2 separate regions of the Mus musculus genome follow, and region 1 is linked to region 2. Evidence: chromatin contacts called from public HiChIP or PLAC-seq data. All regions are on one chromosome and are shown on one strand. The core of a region is the stretch at or near the end of the contact, and the rest is flanking DNA. Distances in the headings are between cores, read along the strand shown.

Evidence for each region. HiChIP or PLAC-seq counts read pairs in DNA pulled down with a chosen protein or histone mark.
Region 1: a contact with region 2 is called in an H3K27ac HiChIP or PLAC-seq map of acute myeloid leukemia, with 3 times the contacts expected there. The contact joins the enhancer-like site here to the promoter of Lpar1 in region 2. A contact is called at or near these places in 7 of 39 promoter capture datasets (the 3T3-L1 cell line, cranial neural crest, frontonasal cranial neural crest and 3 more), 3 of 15 datasets of contacts at CTCF or cohesin (the NIH/3T3 cell line, large pre-B cells and pro-B cells), 10 of 484 Hi-C or Micro-C datasets (the HPC-7 cell line, cortical glia, cortical neurons and 7 more), 7 of 115 datasets of contacts at active chromatin or transcription factors (acute myeloid leukemia, bone marrow-derived macrophages, craniofacial prominence and 3 more) and 2 of 9 other capture datasets (adipose tissue and liver).

Annotation. Positions count from the first base shown.
Region 1 is chr4:58,645,524-58,648,473 of GRCm38.p6, reverse strand. No RefSeq gene overlaps it. Among named protein-coding and RNA genes, the nearest start is that of Lpar1, 94 kb to the right of the region's middle. Within about 2 kb of position 1,458, at least 35 of the 459 cell types and tissues checked have an H3K27ac peak or open chromatin away from gene starts, as enhancers often do. A contact at or near this core is called in the HPC-7 cell line, acute myeloid leukemia, pro-B cells and 1 more, where this site is marked.
Region 2 is chr4:58,551,918-58,554,707 of GRCm38.p6, reverse strand. It overlaps Lpar1 (lysophosphatidic acid receptor 1), which reads left to right and starts at 1,415. Exons shown (of 4, transcript NM_172989.1): 1 at 1,415-1,574.

The DNA of each region.
Region 1 (2,950 bases), core at 209-2,708, 94 kb before region 2:
TTGGGTGGGTATCCATTTTAGTACCTTTGTGCATATTTCTGATTTTAAAAAATTACATATATTTACTTTGTGTATGTGTTGGAATCACATGTGTGTTGTAGCGTGTCGATCGGAGGACAGCTCTCAGGAGTCACTTCTCTTGGTTCACTGTGTGGGTCCTGGGGATGAACTCAGCTCATCAGACTTGTTGGCAAATTCCTTCACATGTTGAACCTTTCAGGTTATTTTAAAAAGTTCTTATTACATAGAACTTCAAGGCTTAATTACACAAATATTTCATGGCTCTTTATACATATTGTCAGGTATTAAAATGCCAAATTACTTGCACCTATGTTTGGTGGATTTTAAAGAAAAGTTATTAATAGCACATATTTTGCAATAGAGCCATAGTAGTGATCACATGACCTTGTGGCAGGAAGTCGTGACATCTGGTCAAGCAGACTCTGTCTAACCGACTGTTGTTAAATGGATTTATTGGTTTGTAACCCAGAGGTGGCTGACCTTGACAGTTGTCACATGTGTTATTTCCTTTTAAGTCTGAAGGAGAGGATCTGAGCCATCACTGTGTCTGACTATAGAGTGATGAGCCTTTTCCTAGAATCCCCACACCCCTCTGATGTCTCAAGAACTCCCTATAGAAGAATTTTATATTCCCCAGAGTAGGCCTTGTGTTTGCTGTATGCCTGGGATTGGAAGTCTCTCAGGCCTGTGTCTGATTGTTAGTCAAAATGCGGTTGGCTTTTAATTGTGTGTGATGTGTGTGTGCTATTGCAGGTGGAGGCTTGAGATCTTCCCATCTCTGTCCCACAGTGCTGGGGTTGCCAGTATGGTCAGCCATGCTCAGCTTTTATGGAGTAGCTGATGGGGATTTGAACTCAGACCCACATGCTTTCAAAGTGAGTACTCTTACCTAATGAGTCGGGCCCCAAACTATGCTATTTCTTAACTGGCTTCTTCAGACCACCACAGTTTAATTACAAACACCTTTATAGTTCTGTATAAAAGTACCTCAGAGCTCAACTACGATCTGCAACAGTCAACCAAAGCACACTAACAATGGCAGAGAACAACAGTCAAGTCGGTAGATGAAAGGCAGTTTTGGAAAATAGGGGTATTCCCAGGCTTGATAAACACAAATGGATTTCTCCTTCTCAGCACCTCCAGGAGCCGAGCCTATCATGTTGCTCATATCCTGTCATCAAGTTTCAGGAATGGATTTACATTTCACAGTTAGCAAGCCTCTGCCTTTGTGTCCTGCCAGGAAGTCCAGGGCCTTCCATTCCTTCACAGCCCAGGGGCATCAGCTTGTGTGTCACTGGGAGAAAATGCCTGACAAAAGCAAGTTAAGGAAGGAAGGAAGGGAGAAAGGGTTAATTCTGGCTCACAATTTGAGGGTACAGTGCATCATGGCAAGAAAGGCATGGTGGCAGCAGCAGGAGGCAGCTGGTCACGTGACACCCGCAGGTCACATGACACCTGCCGTGAGGGAGTGGAGAAATAGCGAACACTGGTGCTCAGCTTGCGGCTCCTTTTTATCAGTCCAACAGTTAGCCTGGGTCTTCCCACCTCAGTGAACTTAATTTAGAAAAATCCTATGAGGTTTAGGGGCTGGAGAGATGCCGCAGAGGTTCAATTCCCAGCAACCACATGGTGGCTCACAACCATCTGTAATGGGATCTGATGCCCACTTCTGGTGTGTCTGAAGACGGCAAAAATGTACTCACATACATAAAATAAATAAACCTTAACAACAACAACAACAACAACAACAACAACAACAACAACAAGCCATCAGACCCAGGCCCAGAGATTTGTTTTCAAGGTGATTCTAGGTTAGGCTGCCAGCATTGACAATCACACCAGTGAAAGGAAAGTCATCACCCTCACTCAGTTTTACTCAGTTCTATTTAAAGCTAAGTGAATCTATGTGTGTGAGCACCTTAAGTTACAGTGAAACCTCCATAAAATAGCAGACACCAAAAGGCAGAGAGGTTAATGTTTTTAAAATACAAGCAAACCATTTGAGTGTGGGAAGATTGTAAAAATAGGAGATGACACAAGTTTTAAGCATCGTATTATGCATTGATCAGCATTGGGGTGTCATGAATGAAGGTTAGGATGAAAACAAAGTCACAGTGAGAACTCCGTGGCGCTATTGCTCACTACTGCAGTTTGGTAATAAGAACATTACAACTGGTGGAGAGACTGAAATCCCAGCCCTGGGGAGATTGAGGCAGGAGGATTATGAGTTGGAGGCCAGCGTGGTTTGCACAAAGAGACCTCGTTAAAAGAAAATTTCCAAGGAATAAGTTAAAGAATTAGTAGAATAAGTAAGGGTGCCAAATTAAGGAAAAGTATGGGTTGCATTGAACAACTTATTAGTCCTAGGAGAGTGTTAGAAGACATAATGAGGAAATTGAAGTTGTATAAAAAGAAAACACTTAAATGACAACCCAAGCAACATGGCAATCCAATGGCTAAAGCAATCAGGACATTATGTGATTATTTATGGGCTTACACCTAAAACCCCTGATGTATTCTAGGGACAGTGTTGACTCCTGTGACTGCTGCATTCTGAGCAGAGTCGACAGCTATAGCCTCTGCTTGGTAGAGATTAGTATCTGTCCAGGGCTATGTATATTTGAAATTTTATGTTTACAGAATACAAGGAACAATGAAAACTTCTTAATTGTAATGCACAATATAAGGACTAGCTATACCTGTGAAAACTATGGAGTAGGACATCGTGACACAACTGGAGAGTTCAAAGATCAAGGTAACTCCATGTGGAAGATGAATGGAGCAGTGGAGAGAGCCAGGCCTGGATCATGTGGGGCTTTTTAGCCTTGAAGTTAGAGCTAGCAAACTAATAACACAAAACAACATATATATCCAGCAGAAGGGGGAGGGTTTAGAAGTTTTAACAATACTTTTTATTATTTAGAGTTAT
Region 2 (2,790 bases), core at 166-2,665:
CAGCTCTGCCCATAGCTGCTAGGCAGCGACCTCTTTGTACGAAGCAAGGGGTTGTCCATCCACTCCCTCGCTGCCTTTCATTTTCTGTCAGCTACGGTGCCGCCAGCCAGTCCTGCTTTTCTGTGGTACTACAACCCTAGATGTCCCTCAGGCTTTTACTCCCAGGCATCTGCTTTTGATGTGTGGAGGACTCCGCTGTGGGTTGAGGCAGAAAATTCTGATGACTCAACACACCCTGGGGGCCTGGAGTGTGAAGCAGGTGGGTGAAGACCGGCTGGAGAGTCCTCTCTCTCTGTCCGCATCTACTACTGAGTGATGGTAAGGCTTCTGAGATGGAAGTCTCCAGAAAATGATTCTTAGGTCCTGCCTCCGCCTACACTTCCAGGTGTGCCTTCCCTGCCCTTAATTGCCCTATGAAAAATCTTAGTTTGCCCTTGGAAAGTTACACTCCTAGCTGAAGAGAAATTTATAATCATAGCTCTAGGGACACAAAGGCACGCTCGCTTTGATTTGCAATTGCAAAGCCAACTATTGCTTTTCTATGGCCTGAAGTACAGGGCTGTGCTGGTTGAAACTTTGTGTGCTGCCTGAAAAAGTTTAGAAACTCAACTCGGAGGAGGCCATACACCAAGTTCTCTCTCCCCCCCCCCCCTTTCTTTTCTTGTTTTCCCCAGGCTCTGTGATGGTTTCCAGGGCTTTTCAAATGAGGAGGGGACAGCAACAAAGCATGCACCATGCAGGGCGTCCACCAAAGCTCTGCAAGAGGCCTGGCGCTGGGGTGAGCACAGGAGGGGCCAGGGGTGACGGAGGTGGGTGTGTCTGCTGTGGAGGGTCAAGGGAGCGCCGCGAAGGTACTGAATGAAAAGCTTAGGCTCCCCTCACCCCCACCCCCTCCCCGACCTGCAGCAGCGCGGGAAGTTCAGTGAATGACTGGGGGAGGGGACCACAGGAGGCAGAGTCGCTGTGGGTGCCACGCAGGTAAGGAGAGCAGAGCGGCTTGGGAGGAAAGGCGCTTTGGGGTGCGGGGAGTTTCTGACTTGTGCTCTGTGGATGTGGCAGAAAGCGCCAGAAGGAGGAGAGGTAAGGAGGCTGGCACCCGTGCCTCTTCTGCTGCCTGCCTGTTCCTTGAGCCCGGGAAGTTGGAACTGGGCGGCAGTAAAGCCCCGGGAGTTGTGACTCTTGTCCTCCAGCACAGTGCTGCCCTCCGTAGGCTCCGGGTTGTGCTGGGGTGAGGCTTGGGTTGGGTTGGCCCGGCGGCTGCGTGAACTGCGGAGCTGGACCTAGCAGGTAAAGACACGGCGGCCGGGTGTCCCTTGGCGCGGCGCGGGTGGCGACCGCCCCGCCTCCCATCGGCGCGATCGGCTCGCACTGTCCCACCACCCGCCGCTTTGTAGCCGTGCGCGTGAGCGCCTGAGTGCGCGCGCCCGCGGGCCCGGAGTGGGTGGGTGTGCGCGCGTGTGTGAGGCCGCCTGCAGGAGGCGAGGCTGCCCTGGCCTCCCGCACCAGCCGGTGGAACTCAGCCCGGGAGGGAAGTCGCCGCAGCCGCCCGGGCGGCCCTCCCGACCTTTGGCCAGGTCAGTGCGCCCCAGGGTCCGTCCAAGTGACACGTAGGTGGCCTCCTGTTGCTTACCTGGATCGGGTTGGGGACGCGAGAGGGCTGGCAAGGGGCTCCCCAAGTTTATTGGTGCCGCGTCCCCGACGACTTAGATGGCTCGGGTGTCCGCGCGTCCCGCGCTCAGTTCACTGCTCACCAGAGACTTTGTCGTCCCTTGAGTTTAAGGAATTTAAACTGAAGTTTCCTTGAAGCCGCCCTAGGCTTAGTCTGTACCTGGGAAATGCAAGGCGGGGAAAAACCTGATTTTGCTTGAATGGGTTGATCGGCTGTTTGCTCCTGTAGGGAGGGAGACTTTACTGTGAATGGTTTTAAACTTTAGGCTTGTTTTTCTTTGCTGCCATTTGGTCTTTGATGTGAGGCACCCAGGGCTTGTTGCTGCTTCCAGGCTGGGGCCCTAGACTGTCTCTTTTCTCAGTCCTTTCTTCCTCGTCTCCCGTTTTCTTTCTTCCTTTCGCCTGTGTTTCTTCTTCTTCTTCTTTTTTTTTTCTTTTTAGTTGAAATCTTCGGAGCTTTCCTTCCATGTGGGTTTCCAGCGAGTACTGGCTTGTGAAAAGTTTTACTCTTAAGCTATACCCATCGTCAGAGATACCTATTGCTAACTGCAACTAGAAGAAGGTAGCTAGTTATTAAAGCGGAATCCTCTATTCGTTTCGACAGAGCTGCGTGCTTATCCTTTTGTGTAAGTGTCTTTTGCTCACCTAACATGACTATGAAGTCAGAAGTCCGGGTTTCAAAGTCTTAGAAAATGGAAGAACATAGTCTCTTTCAGATGGAATGAATACCAAGGAAGAGGAATCAACATTACGCTTAAGGCCCCGTGCACCACAGCCAGCTGCATTAAAACACAGCTGTAATAGCATCTAGTTTTTGCCCTTGGTTCCTCCAGATGCAACATCATGAATAATAATCACCAGGGCTCTAATATTTTTTAAAATTCTATTTTATTTTTCCTTTTCTTTGGTCTTGAGTGTGAATTTGAGGGAAAAAATGTAGAAAGAGAGGGAAGCAGTTTGAGGCGGAAAGGCTGAGAAGGGTGACTTGCAGAACCACATCAGAGCCTCCTTGTACACAGCGTCCCCTAGCGGTGTACCCTGAACGGGTTCTGGGCTCCTGGGCTTGGTGTCCTCATCAGGAAAATGAATGGGTAGGATGATCTTTGCTGTTTCAGCCATCTT